Linked DNA regions of Mus musculus: all the other regions are linked to region 1. A link is a contact called in public Micro-C and promoter capture Hi-C data. All regions are on one chromosome and are shown on one strand. The core of a region is the stretch at or near the end of the contact, and the rest is flanking DNA. Distances in the headings are between cores, read along the strand shown. Region 1 holds the start of H3f4 (H3.4 histone). Region 2 holds the start of Rai1 (retinoic acid induced 1). Region 3 holds the start of Hand1 (heart and neural crest derivatives expressed 1).

The links. Promoter capture Hi-C pulls out the DNA fragments that hold promoters and counts their contacts. A called contact is a pair of places that touch in the nucleus more often than the background predicts.
Region 2: a promoter capture Hi-C map of pre-B cells shows a contact between it and region 1, with 6 times the contacts expected there. The contact joins the promoter of Rai1 here to the promoter of H3f4 in region 1.
Region 3: a Micro-C map of embryonic stem cells shows a contact between it and region 1, with 4 times the contacts expected there. The contact joins the promoter of Hand1 here to the promoter of H3f4 in region 1. A contact is called at or near these places in 2 of 39 promoter capture datasets (cranial neural crest and maxillary cranial neural crest) and 1 of 484 Hi-C or Micro-C datasets (embryonic stem cells).

What each region holds. Positions count from the first base shown.
Region 1 is chr11:58,959,759-58,964,188 of GRCm38.p6, reverse strand. It overlaps H3f4 (H3.4 histone), which reads right to left and starts at 2,478. Exons shown (of 1, transcript NM_001318003.2): 1 at 1,916-2,478. The coding sequence starts at 2,377. The coding sequence ends at 1,967. Trim17 (tripartite motif-containing 17) reads right to left here and starts at 408. Exons shown (of 7, transcript NM_031172.3): 1 at 320-408.
Region 2 is chr11:60,103,103-60,107,532 of GRCm38.p6, reverse strand. Rai1 (retinoic acid induced 1) reads right to left here and starts at 2,520. Exons shown (of 6, transcript NM_009021.2): 1 at 2,139-2,520.
Region 3 is chr11:57,829,810-57,834,239 of GRCm38.p6, reverse strand. Hand1 (heart and neural crest derivatives expressed 1) reads left to right here and starts at 2,093. Exons shown (of 2, transcript NM_008213.2): 1 at 2,093-2,996. The coding sequence starts at 2,454. It overlaps Gm32915 (a long non-coding RNA gene), which reads right to left and starts at 2,132. Exons shown (of 3, transcript XR_003949681.1): 1 at 739-2,132.

The DNA.
Region 1 (4,430 bases), core at 1,229-3,728:
GCAGAGCACAGGGCATTACCTTCTCCCGACCCAATCTCAAGAGTCTCACCACCTAGTCAGAACCACCTAGTCTGACCTAGTCTGACCACCTAGTCAGAACCAGGGCCAAAGGGCCCTGGCTTCCCTAGAGCAGAGACAGACATCAGGGTTCTTGGGTCATCTAAGGTCAATGAGGGCTCATCCAGGAGACCCACGTAATCAGAGTGGTCCACGGTTTGAAGCTTATGGTTTGACTTTGGTGGGGACAGGAGAAGGAACCCCCTAGTCTCGACCCAGACAGTGAGTGAGCGAGCGAATTCTCTGGACGGTGGTTACTCACAAGGAAGGAGCCTTGCACTGCGCCAGGTGCCAGGGGCAAGTGCGCCGCATGGGGGAAAGGCTGGGTTTGTGCTACAGCACTAGGGAAGACCAGGAGCTGGGGCAGAGGGCCATTGTGGCGTCAACTCACGCAGGCAGGTTGCTTGGCAGAGATGCCGCGGGGGCGGGGCTGAGGCTGCTACACCGAAGGGAGGAGGCGGGGGCTTCGTTGCTTAGGGTGGAGCCAGGGAGAAGGGGGCGGTGACAGAAATATGGCTTCGCTAGACCATATTTGTGGGACCAATAAATAGATCAATAGGGCAAAGAGATTAGGTGGAGACTCAGGTGGGGAATGCAGGGAAAATGTGGTCGGGTTTGCATGGATTGAGGCTAGGAAAATGAAAAGGGGGCAATTTAGAAATTAGCAACTCAAAGTTGGGAGGTGGTGATCCCTGCCTTTAATTTCAGCACTCGGGAGGCGGAGGCAGAGGCAGGCTCATCTCTGAATTTGAGGCCAGAGGGAGTTCCAGGACAGCCAAGGCTACACAAACAGTCTTTAGACTCACCCACCCCCCCATCCTGCCCCCCTCTACCTCCCCTCTGCCTCCTTGCCCTCCCCTGCTCCCCCATCCCTGGGCTTGGAGACATAATGGGCTTCAAAACTCTTCAGTTGCATACTTATATTATATGCACACCCTAGGAGTAATTTATGTATTTAACATTGGCATTAATGAGTGATTCCACTACAAAGGAGAGGTAAAGTTTTCTGTGTTAACCTCACAGGCTTATTCAGGCTATTCCCCTCAGCCCTCCACTAATGCAGTTCAGTTAACCATCTCGGGTTCCTCCCAGTTTGATTTCTGATCAAGCCGGTTAGTCTCCATGCCGGTCATCTCTGAACACCACCCTTTTTGTATGGCTCAGAAGTCATACAGTACTGGACAGTATGAAAAACCAAGGCTCAGAGAATTAAACTCCAGCGCAAAACATCCTTTTGATAAGAGAGGTTCCTATTGCTTACAACTCAGGTTGAGTCAAGACAACAGCTAGACTTTCGTACCCTACAGGAATCGTTTAAGACAGGATTCTCTGGATGTGTCCCCTGGAAATATGTAAGTTAACACTTTCCTGACTCTTTTGCTGCCGCCGTTAACAGATGGGCAAAATTAACTTTAATCAAAGGCAGTTCACTGGGCTTTCCATCAGGAGAAAGGCCAACTTTTCAAGTACAGGAATAGCTAGCCTTTTTAATACCAGGCATTATGAGCCTTAAAACACAAAACATAAGTAACTTGGTTACTGAGCAGATGCGTTTGGATACTATCAACTATGCAAACATAGCACGTTTACTGCCGGTAGGAGCTACCTTCACTTGGTAAAACCAGTCAGCAACACAACCATCATCTTGTAGTACAAGGGCTCAGGCCACTATACCTATCAAGGGAAGGCAGGTTAGAATAGGACGGAGCTGCAAGTCAAATAGCTCAATGGGCAAGGATTAGCTGCTAAGCCCTCTAGACTGATCTGGGGAGACACTTCGATTGCCGGCCACCTTGTCTTCACCTCCTGAGGAGACAGGACACCTAAGTCTACGTTACAGACACTTTTTCTGACTCTGTGGGTGGCTCTGAAAAGAGCCGTTGGGTTCATGAGCGGTGCCTGTGGGAGCCTAAGCCCGTTCTCCGCGGATGCGCCGAGCCAACTGGATGTCTTTGGGCATGATGGTCACCCGCTTGGCGTGGATAGCGCACAGGTTCGTGTCTTCGAACAGCCCCACGAGGTACGACTCGCAGGCCTCCTGCAGCGCCATCACCGCGGAGCTCTGGAAGCGCAGGTCGGTCTTGAAGTCCTGGGCGATCTCACGCACCAAGCGCTGGAATGGCAACTTGCGAATCAGCAGCTCGGTGGACTTCTGGTAGCGCCGGATCTCGCGCAGCGCCACCGTGCCAGGGTGGTAGCGGTGCGGCTTCTTCACGCCCCCGGTGGCCGGGGCGCTCTTGCGGGCCACCTTCGTGGCTAGCTGCTTGCGCGGAGCCTTGCCTCCCGTCGACTTCCGTGCCGTCTGCTTGGTGCGTGCCATCTTCCTGAATCGTCCGCCTCCCTTGCTCCTCAGGTGCACAATGTGGGGGGCGAGTAGCACTGCTTTTATAGACCCAGCTACATTCCTATTGGCTGCCCACCAGGTGGCATTATGGGATGCTGCACTCTGATTGGTCCATTGGGGGATTGACTTTACACCCTGCCTCTTATATTCTCTCTGAGTGGTGTGGACTCTGGAACTGTTAGTTGCGGCTCGGTAGGAGGGCAGCGGGGTCTGTGGAAAAAACTCAAGTCGCTTTCTTGGAGCTTTTATTGTTGTTGTTAAATAAAAAAACAAAACAATCTTGCCTCGACTCCCAAGACACAAAGAACCTTCTAGAACCTTTCTGCATGCTTCCTTTATATAACAACGAGGCATAGTTTTCCTGAGTTCTGGAATACTAAAAAAACATCCACCTGGTCTGAGGACGCCCCTGGGGGCGAGGGCTGGAGGTAGCTCAGCAGTTAAGCTTAATTCCAGGACTCGGGAGGCAAAGGATGGTGGATATCTGTGTGTTTGAGGTTAGCCAGGGCTACATAGTATTAACACTATTTTTTAAAAATAGGGAGGGGTAGAGATGGAAAAAAATAAAGAGAAAAACGAAAAGAAATTGTGTCGTTTGCTGGAACAATGGAAAGAACTCAAGATCACAGTGTTAAGTAAGCTGGATCCAGGCAGGAAGAAAAGCATGGCATGGGTTCTCTAGCATGTGGAAGCTAGATTAAAAAAAAAAAAAAAAAAAAAGCATAAAAATGGGGTCGGGGTGGTATTTATAGAGAGAAAGGGACCAGAGGGAAGAGGAAAAAAAGGGGAGAGCTGGTGTGTGTGTGTGTGTGTGTGTGTGTGTGTGTGTGTGTGTGTGTGTGAAGTTATCAAAATGAAACCCATTACTAAGCACAGTTAACGTACGTTAATTAAAAAAAAAAAAAAACTAGAAGATATGACTCAAAGAACAGTAGTCCATGCTTATAACTTCAGTACTCGGTAGCTGAATCAGAAGGATAATAATTTTGAGGCTTAGAGTACACTGAAATGACGCTTTATCAAACAAAATAAAACATCTTTAGATCTGAAAGAAAATTAGGAAAAAAAAAAAAAAAAGGATTTCTGAAGCAAAGGCTTTCAAGGATAACATGGGCTGTATTCAAGGATTCCCCCAAAGGTCACAATCAGGGTATCAAACAATAGTAATAATGATTATTTAGATCACGTCAGAGGATGAGAAATGTCGTCCACATAATTTCAAAAAACGTGAGTCCAGAAAAGGATAGAAATCAAACTGTGGTGCATCTTTACGGATTTGGTTAAAAAATAGAACTCACTGACAATCATGGTGTTTTGCTTCCAAACGTGTATGTGTAGTTTAAACTGACGCCGGTGAACGCCAAAGCGGGGAATCCCGAGCCCGTGCCTGCGGTGTGCGGTCGCGGGTAGGCGCTACGCCAACCGGAGGACGTGGGTCGTCCATTGGTGGTGCCCAGGAACCGGGACGTCCCGGCCCGCGCCACTCTCTAGTGCCAGCTTATGGATACAGTGACAGGGAAAATAGCTTCACGTTCAGAAAGAACCGAAACTCTTGCCTCTGGGAATGTACGACCCTGTGAGACATCGGCGACACACACAGGGCTTGAAATTCTGAGGGAGCCAGGGAGGAAGGAGCTGTCCATCTTGCACCTCACACAGCCAATTGGATCAGTCAGAGCTTTTGGACTGACCAATCAGAAAACGCCCCCGAGCATGCCCATGCTCCGGAGCCGGAGAGGGCAAAGCGCGTCGCTTCTCCAGCACCCAAGGCCGAGGTGCCCATCAGAGGACGCGGGAAACCTTCTCTACACCCCGGTGCTCACGCTCCCACACTCCCGCACCCCCAAACCTCGGCAAGGCCAGACTACAGCTGTCACCGCGTTGGTTCCCGAGCTGGGCGCTGCACCTATGGAAGCCACTGCTGTAATCTTAATTTTTTTTTTTTAATTTCTTTTATTTTATTTCAACTAGACTGCGCCGAGCTTCCCAGAGAAGTCACACCATACAAGGCTGGATGTAATGCAGAGCA
Region 2 (4,430 bases), core at 1,271-3,770, 1.1 Mb before region 1:
TTTCCAAGGCCCTCTTCTTCAAATATGGTGTGACCTATCGGTGGTTGTGAAGACAGATATAATGGGCTACAACTAGTCATTTTTCCAATCAAATAAACGGGAAGAGAAAAAGCACACGCCGTAGATTTATTCACTAAACTTTTGTTTTTGCTATGTACTGTAGGTAGGAACAATACTGTGACCTAAAAACTACTTTGCACATGGCAGGAGGGGTGTGTGTGTGTGTGTGTGTGTGTGTGTGTGTGTGCATAGCAGGATTTCATCTTGGGTAGGGTTTTTTAAACCAATGGTCTAGATTTGGGGCCTAAAAGAAATACCACTCCCACACCCACCCTACCCCTGCTCCCAGAGGCCTCAGGGAGCAGTGGGAATAAAGACACTTCTGAAGCAGAAGGCCCCTCTGCAGAAGTCAGAGGGATGCCTGATTGTCAGGGAAGGTCACATTTTACCCCCTCCCAAGATGGCCTCTGAGGCCTCAATCGCCCCATACTCGCTCCTCTCCTCTCCGAGGAATTCTCGCTGAGAGCCTGGCCGGGCTTCTAGGGAGAGGCTGCCTTGTGACTAGAATGGCTGTATCTATGCCTTGTTCTTGGGCCCCACATACCCTCTGGGGTGTTGGGAGGAGGGGTGGGAAACTAGATTACTCTCCAGCTTCCAGATCCCAAGGGCCACGTCCCAGAGAAACCTCTGGAAACAGCTGTGTAGTCAGCCAGGAAGGGCCTCCACTCCACTGCCCCCAACCCAGGCCTGGCTGGAGCTGAGAGAAGTGTGGAGAATGGGGGAGGAGAAGGCGGATAGGATAGGAAGCAGAGCTCCCAGATCTGGGCTCCCATCGCGCTGGCGCCTCCACATCACAGCTTGCCTGGCCCCACTCTCCACCCGCCTCCCCTCCCAGGGCAGCAGACAACTAAAAAAAGATAAAATAAAAAGAAGTAATTCCCCTGCTCTGACGTCAGCTCGAGGTCTTAACAGCCCAGCAGCCGCATGAAACTAGATTGCAACCAGATGTAATGCCCTTGAATTCTCAACACAGCACTGCCGTTGGAAAAGGGGGTGGGAGGGGGCGCGGGGCCCCGCTCGAACCGCGACACAAGCGCTGCGGGAGTGCGTGCGGTGGGGCTGGGACGCGCCGGCCTGGGCTCGCCGTGCAGGCACGCAGCCTCACGTCCCCAGTCCTTCGGAGCGTAAGACGCTCGGGTTTAATCCATTCAGAGTCCTCAGGTCCTGGGTTCCCGGGACGCAGGCACAGCTCCTGGCTGCACTCCCGCCCTGCTGTGTGAATGAGCGACCGGGAGCCCCAAGAGGAGCTAGCTAGCTGGTCGCTGGGAAAAACGGGCGCCCCGGGAAACTGGGGCCGCCGCGACCTGGAGCCTGCCTTGTGTTTCGCTTCCCCTCTGCTCCTCCTTGAAGGCCTCCAGTTGTGACCAGAGCTCCAAATGTCACCTCCCAGCCCTGCCAAGCCCTCGCCCCTGCCGCGCTCGGCCCAGTATCCCCCCCCCACAGGTCTTCTTGCCTCCAAAAGGCGTGGGACTCGGCCTCGAAAGGGCCCACGGGCCTGGCCGCCGCGCCGCTTTCGGAAGGGCACCAAGCTCGCGTGTCCCGGGCTCCAGCCGGTGGCGTCACCCCAAAAGGCCCGTGCGCCCAGGGCCTGGCCACGAAGGGACTCCTGGGTCGCGGGGACCGTTTCCTGGTCAGTGCGGGGCCTGCGCACAGGCCCAGGCGGGGACACGCGGCGACCGCCGCGTCCTGTGTCACCACGAGCGGCCCTCGCAGTCCGGACACCCGGGAGCAGGCTACACCCCGAGCCTCCGGCTCCCCGTCCCCACCCAGAACGCACTCACAAAGCTCCCTCGGGCCCTCGCTGCACCGCCCCACGTCCCCGCCCCACACTCGGTGACACTGGGCCTCAGGTCCCAGCACCGGCGCCCGGCGGGCCACCGACTCTCCAGAATCCCCTCATGCAGCTCCTACACGGCCACCAGCGGCCTCACGCCGGCGCCACACAAAGCCAGGCCGCGCGACCCCGCGTCCGCGCCCCACGCGCGCTCGGCCCCCGCCCGGACCCCTGCCCGCTGGGTCCCCACGCCTCGCGCCGCCCCCGCCCAGGTCCTTGTCCCCGCGCCGGGCTCCCCGCTCACCTCGGAGCCCGCGGTCACTCCGGGGCCCGGCGTCCGGCGCTGCGACTTCGCGGCCCGGAGGCCCGCGCGCCCATGGGTGTCCGGCACGACGGCCGCCCGGGCGGGAAAGAGGGTGGGCCGCGGGGCCCCTTCCTCGGACCTCGACAAGGCAGCCAGCTACCCTGGCCACCGCCGCCACCACCGCCACCACCGCCTGGCTCTGCAAGCGGCCTGTCCGAGCCCAGGCGCGAGCGGGGGTGGCACCGGGGCGCCGGGAGCCGGCGGCGCGCGTAGCGGGCCCTGACCGCGCACCCTGCCGGGCCTGCCTGATGCCCGCGGGAGCCCGAGAGAAATGCGATCCCCTCCACACAGGAAGAGCGGCGGGCGGGCGGGCGACGTGCGGGGGGAGCAGGAGAGCGAGAGCGCGAGGAAAAAAGTTCCCGGGCGGCCAGGCAGCTCTCGCTCGTGGCCTCGGGTGCCAGGTGGGCCGTTCGCGCCCCGACAGCGCCCCCTGGCGCCCGCGCGCCCCACTGCACGCCCCATGTCTGTCTGGGGGCAGGGGCTTGGCAGAGGGCCTGAAGGTGCAGCCCGGCGAGAAAGGCCTGGGGACAGCCACAGGACATGGTCTGCTCATCACTCGCTGAGGATTTTGGACTTAGACTTGGGCCAGGCCTCTCCCCGTCCCCCGCTCATTCCACCACCATGTGGCCCTCACCTGTGACTGTTTCTTTGGTTGGAGAATCCGTTTCAAATTTCCTCAAGTTAGATGTAAAAAATGTAGTCACGGCACATGTGGCACCTTGTTGGGTACCGAAGCAGTGCGGTTCCTGCCTGTCAAGGAGCTGGCATTGTGTAGGGGAGACTCAGACAGCCAACAATGATCAGGTCCATAACGAAGATAATTTTAGAGCGAAATAAGTGCTAGGAAGAAAATCAGCAGGTGCAGTGATGGATTTAGCTGCGAGTGAGAGAAGGCCTGTCTGAACAAATCGCTGAAGAGCAGGAAGGAGCCTGCACCAGCAGCGCATGGAAGAGCATTCTTTGAGAGGAAAAGACAAGTGTGGGTGCCCCGAGGCAGGAGTGCTCTTGATGAATAAGCACAAGTGTAAGGAGGCCATACATACCCAATGGGATAAGAAGTGGGCATGTTAGCCAGGCAGTGGTGGCACACGCCTTTAATCCCAGCACTTGGGAGGCAGAGGCAGGCGGATGTCTGAGTTCCAGGCCAGCCTGGTCTACAGAGTGAGTTCCAGGACAGCCAGGGCTACACTGAGAAACCCTGTCTCGGAAAACCAAAAAAAAAAAAAAAAAGCATGCTGAATTTTAATCCAAGGTCAGGGCCTGTAGGACTACAAAGAGCCTAAAGGCAGCCTCCTTAGTGCTGTGGGAAGTAAGCCACCAACAGATTTTAAGTAAAAGAATTTTGAATGGATTTGTAAATGAACCGATTAACTTATAGACAGCCCCATGAGCCGTGGCTACCCCAAGGCTTCTGCTCCCCTCCTCAGGGTGGCATGAGTTACCTGCTTCGTCGAAGTCTGAGCCATTCATCAGGTCAAAGCACCCAAGTCCCCAGGTGACTTGACACAAGTGAGTCAGTCACCCTTTCAGTCCTGTTTCTTCATCAGGAGTGTGAGCGTTGTGCTAAGTTCAGCACCTTTGTCTTCTTGTAACAGACACTTCACCCCTTCTGCCTCATCCTATACATCCTGACTGCTTCTCTCCTAGCCCACCACATCTATGAAGGTCCTTCACTTATACTGACAAAGCCGAGACCCACCCTAGGTCCTCCTTACTGCCTGGCGGGAAACACAAATTATAAGCGGAGAGGAGGGCAAGTGGGCACTGTGTTGTTTCAGGCCTGCTTTCAACTGTGACTCCAGACCTGGTTTCTGAGCATGGCATCTTTATTCCCATAAGCCAAGCACAGTGAATGGTCTTTCCAGACACACTAGGCATATCACACACACTCTCTCTCCTCCTCCTCCTCTTCCTCTTCCTCCTCCTCTTCCTCTTCTCCTCTTCCTCTTCTTCCTCCTCCCCCTCCTCCTCTTCCTCCTCCTCCTCTTCCTTCTTCTTCTTCTTCTTCTTCTTCTTCTTCTTCTTCTTCTCTCTCTCTCTCTCTCTCTCTCACTCTCACTTTCTCTCTCCCCCCCCACCTCCTTTCCTGGTTGCTGGGCACCTTGGTAACTGCAAGAAGCTGGAAAAGGCAAACAAAAAACAAACAAACAAAAAACCAACAGCAACAAAGCTGCTTCAGCTGTCTGGCTCCTACTTCCTCCCTTGGTCTTCCCTCCTCTCCTGAGAATACAG
Region 3 (4,430 bases), core at 844-3,343, 1.1 Mb after region 1:
GCCTCTGATAAAACTGACCTTCGTGTATCCCTGAGTACCCAAATCGGAAGCTCCAATGTGTAACCCACTCAGAGGATGACAGACATCCTGTAGGGGAAAATAATCCCAGGAATGTGTGGATCTTGCATTAGTGTACACATGCCATATCACTGTATTATTGCTAAGGTGGAAGACATCTGTAAGAACACCACGCCGGTGTTTGTGTGTGCCGGCGAAGGGATGAGCCTGTGTATATGTATGGACCTGTCATGGAGTCCAGGATGAAGACTGCTGGAGTCAGAACTGTGCTGTCTTGAGAATCCAGGCCCTTTCCACCCAGGTTCCCTCATTCTGAGAGTGACTCCCAACCCGCAGGGCACAAGAACCCGCGGAGCAGCTGCGCAGCTGCGGAACCGGCGCCTTCCCGGGGAGCCTTCCCCAGGCCCCTGGCTGAGCCCAACCCCAGCGCTGCGGGCGCCAGGCGCCTGCAAAAGCAGCGGGTTTCCAGTTCGCCTGGGGCAGGAAAGTGAGGTTCTCCGGATCTCTTTCCACTGCCGCTCACAATCTCTTGCACAACCAGTTCTCACAGGTGGGACCTTGGGGCTCAGACCTCAGCGACTGAGCTTCCATCCACGCCTCAAAGCGAGATTACTCTCACAGACACGCAGAAATCACAATTCGCACACATTCCTAGGATTTCACACACAGGGACTGTCATCTGTTGAGCCCACGACCTACTCCACATTCGTTTTCACTTACCCACTTGCTACTGGGCCTCACATCCCGTCTGCGCACGGTGGCCTCTCTCCCACTGTCCCTGCCTGGTAATTGTCTTACACAAGCTGGGCCTCAGCGAGCAACTTTCGAGTGGCTGGATCAGAAGCGAATTAAAAAGAATTTGACATCATCTCATTTCCCCCCTTAACTGACATTTGATAGGCACAAGCCCACCTAGGGAAGGAGCGAGACCAGAAATGTTGGTGAGGATGGAGGGGGTCCTAGGGACAGGGACCTTAATGAAAAGATGAAGAAGACCCAGAGTTTCAAGCTTAAAAGCCTGGTCTCCCACGTTCTTATCAACTCTTGGAAAGCCATCTCTTTGTGGAATCCCACCTTGGAGAATCTAGGCTGATGGGGAGCAACACAAGGTTGCACAGATATTCCCTGCCTCAGCAGAGTGAGTGTGAAGCGCCTAGGCTGTTTCTCCGTGGATATCAGGGGTGGGGGTGGGCTGGTTTCTTCCAGTGTGAGCCTCAGTGGAAGTATCTTTATAGGATCAAAGATTTTCATGCAGGTGGCGAGCCAGATGGAGTGAGCAGCCCAGCAGTCGCCGGCTCCTTAGCCCTACGTGCGAATCTTCCGAAGACACCGGGGAGTCCTGCCACAGAGATGCCTTGGGGCCAAGGCGCCGCCAGGCTGCCTCGCCACCAGCTCAGCCTGCCGGCGTTTACACCGAACCAGGCGCCTGAGAGGCTAGAGGAGCAGAGATCAGCCACCGTCTCCACCCCCAACCCCCAAGCCCGGAACAAACTGGTCAGTGCCCAAGAGCTGGAAGCCCCGCTCCCTTTCCCTCCCACTTCCACCTCGGCCTCTGAAGGCTCTTCTGGAAGTCCGCAGCTGGGCGAGAACTGGATCTCAGGAGACCACCTTGTTGGGCAGCAGCTCCAGGTCCTGCCTGAAGCAGGGGACCTAAAGGTGGGGCTATAGGTGTTAGGGCCTAGCCTACTTCCCTGCTGGGCCCAATGGCCTTCAGGCTCCCACGATGAGCAGTTCGGGTTCAGGAATGCTGCATATCCTATTCTGAATTTCAGGCCTAAAAACAACAATTTGTTCTGGTCCTCAGTTTCCCTATCTGTGAAATCAAGTGTGTGTGTGTGTGTGTGTGTGTGTGTGTGTGTGTGTGTGTGTGTGTGTGTGTGTGTTGATGAGGCTCTGTCTGTTTTCAAGGGATAATTCTAGAATCCTTTCCTTGGATCCATGAAGAAAGGGTGGTAGGTTCAGTACAGGGAGTGAGCAGGCCTGGCCTCAAGTTCGTAGCCCCCGCCCTTCCAGGAGGGGAACTGGGAGAGGGGAGGGACATAGGCGGGGCGGGTTTTCAGTCCCTGTGGTCAGCTTAGAATTGTGTGGCGCTTGCTGAGCATAAAACTTGGGACCGCCACCCCCTTCCCTCCTCCTGCCATTGGCTCCGGCTAGAGGTTGACATCAAAGCCGAGGCCTTATATAAGCAGGATCCTGGTGGCAAGTCCGCAGAAGGGTTAAACCCGGTCTTTGGACGTCTGAACCCTTCTCCCTCGTTGCCTACAGAAACCTTCAAGAGGTCGGCAGGTCCTTCGTGTCATCTCCAGCCTTGCTCGCTCAGGACTCTCCAAACCCCAGCCAGTTCGCTGCCTCTGGAGCCCACGGTGACCCCCTTCTGTGGGGCGCATGGGGCGGTGCTAATTGGGCTGACAGCACAGGCCAGGAGCCTCTCCAACATGAACCTCGTGGGCAGCTACGCACATCATCACCATCATCACCACTCACACCCGCCGCACCCCATGCTCCACGAACCCTTCCTGTTTGGCCCGGCCTCGCGTTGCCACCAGGAGCGGCCTTACTTCCAGAGCTGGCTGCTGAGCCCGGCTGATGCTGCCCCAGATTTCCCTGCCGGCGGGCCACCACCTACCACCGCAGTAGCAGCGGCTGCCTATGGTCCCGATGCCAGGCCGAGTCAGAGCCCAGGTCGGCTGGAGGCTCTTGGAAGCCGCCTGCCCAAACGAAAAGGCTCAGGACCCAAGAAGGAGAGGAGACGCACAGAGAGCATTAACAGCGCGTTCGCGGAGCTGCGTGAGTGCATCCCCAATGTGCCCGCCGACACCAAGCTCTCCAAGATCAAGACTCTGCGCCTGGCTACCAGTTACATCGCCTACTTGATGGACGTGCTGGCCAAGGATGCACAAGCAGGTGACCCCGAGGCCTTCAAGGCTGAACTCAAAAAGACGGATGGTGGTCGCGAAAGCAAGCGGAAAAGGGAGTTGGTGAGTCCCGGGGCTTATAAGTTCCAGCTAAGGGTGCGGGCTGGGGTAAGTAAGAACAGGCCTGCAAACACTGAGCTGTGTTCTGGGTGGGACTCTGAAAGACTAGGGAGAGTTCTGAGGTCGACACAGTCTGCCATTGTGTGCACAGTCATTGCTGAGTGAACATAGAATTTTGCTTTTTAAAAGTGATCGTAGGGCCTTACAAGATGAATTGAAAACCTTGGGCTTCCAAGAAGGGGCTATATTCTATATTATAGTTTGTTTTAAATCTGAAGGTGTTTTGAGTCTTCCCTGGGCCCTTCTGGAAGCCAGGTTGAGAATGAAAGTAGGAAATGACTTAAATACTGCACTGACGTGTGATGTTCTCCCAAAACAGTTTTTAAAGCAACAAAACAAAACAAAAAACCCAAACACAAAAACCCAATACAAGTCGAGGCTTCATTCTTTCATTTGCTTAATTATGAATATCTGAATTACTCGATTCCCATGGGTTTATTGGAAAGGATTATTTACCTCAATTAATGTACTAATTGGAGAAACAGTAGACCACTGGAGGGAAAAGTGGGGTGGAAAGGCAGCTCAAGGCTGGGTCTAGTCTGCTCCTAGTCTGGATCTAGTCTGGGACAGGGTGATGGGCTAGACAATCTCAAGGCTTTGGATGCAACAAACAGGAAGGGCTTTGGCCTTTGCGCTTGCCTAGTCAGCCTTTTTGGGTCTTCTCCAGTTTGAGTGATCTTCCACCTAGGGGCGGTGGGACTTCTGGCCGCCAGAGTTCCCCCTGTTTGGTAGGCTCAGGCCTAGACACAGCAGTGTGGACTGGGGAGCTCGGTGGCTTTTATCTGACCCTCGGGGTCTGTGGCAAAGTAGGGCTGGCTTACCTGGAGCCACCGGAAAGACAGACTCCCAGCCTCAGCCGCCTGAGGCCTGGGCTGGGGATGTGGGGCGGGAGGGAGGAGCACCTTGTGGAAGCGGTTCTAGGGCCAATCCTGGTCCTGGAAGGGCACTACTTGCAAGTAACAACCGCACTGGGTTCCTGCTAGAGAGATGGGCCCAGACTGTGGCGGCCAGGCCAATTCTTTCCTCCCTAGGTAGTGAGGGAGGCTCCCAGCACTGGTACTAGCCAGCACCCAACTTGCATCCAAGCCAAGATCCTACGCCAGGCTGATAACCTGGAACGAGATATATACCGACTGGGTTACTATTCCCACCCTTCCCACACCAGGCCTCTGTGATGCTGGCTTCCTCTGCCCAAGACGCCTTAAAGCTAGATTCAGTTTACCCAGACTTGTCTAATTCTCAATAGTAAACCTCTCCAAGCTGGTCAGACCATCCCGGACCCCAGGAACTCAGAGCATAAAGGCAGATTTATAATCCTGATTGTGTGGTTCAACAAACAGACATCTGTCACTTAGTTAAGGACGCCCAGTTACTGCT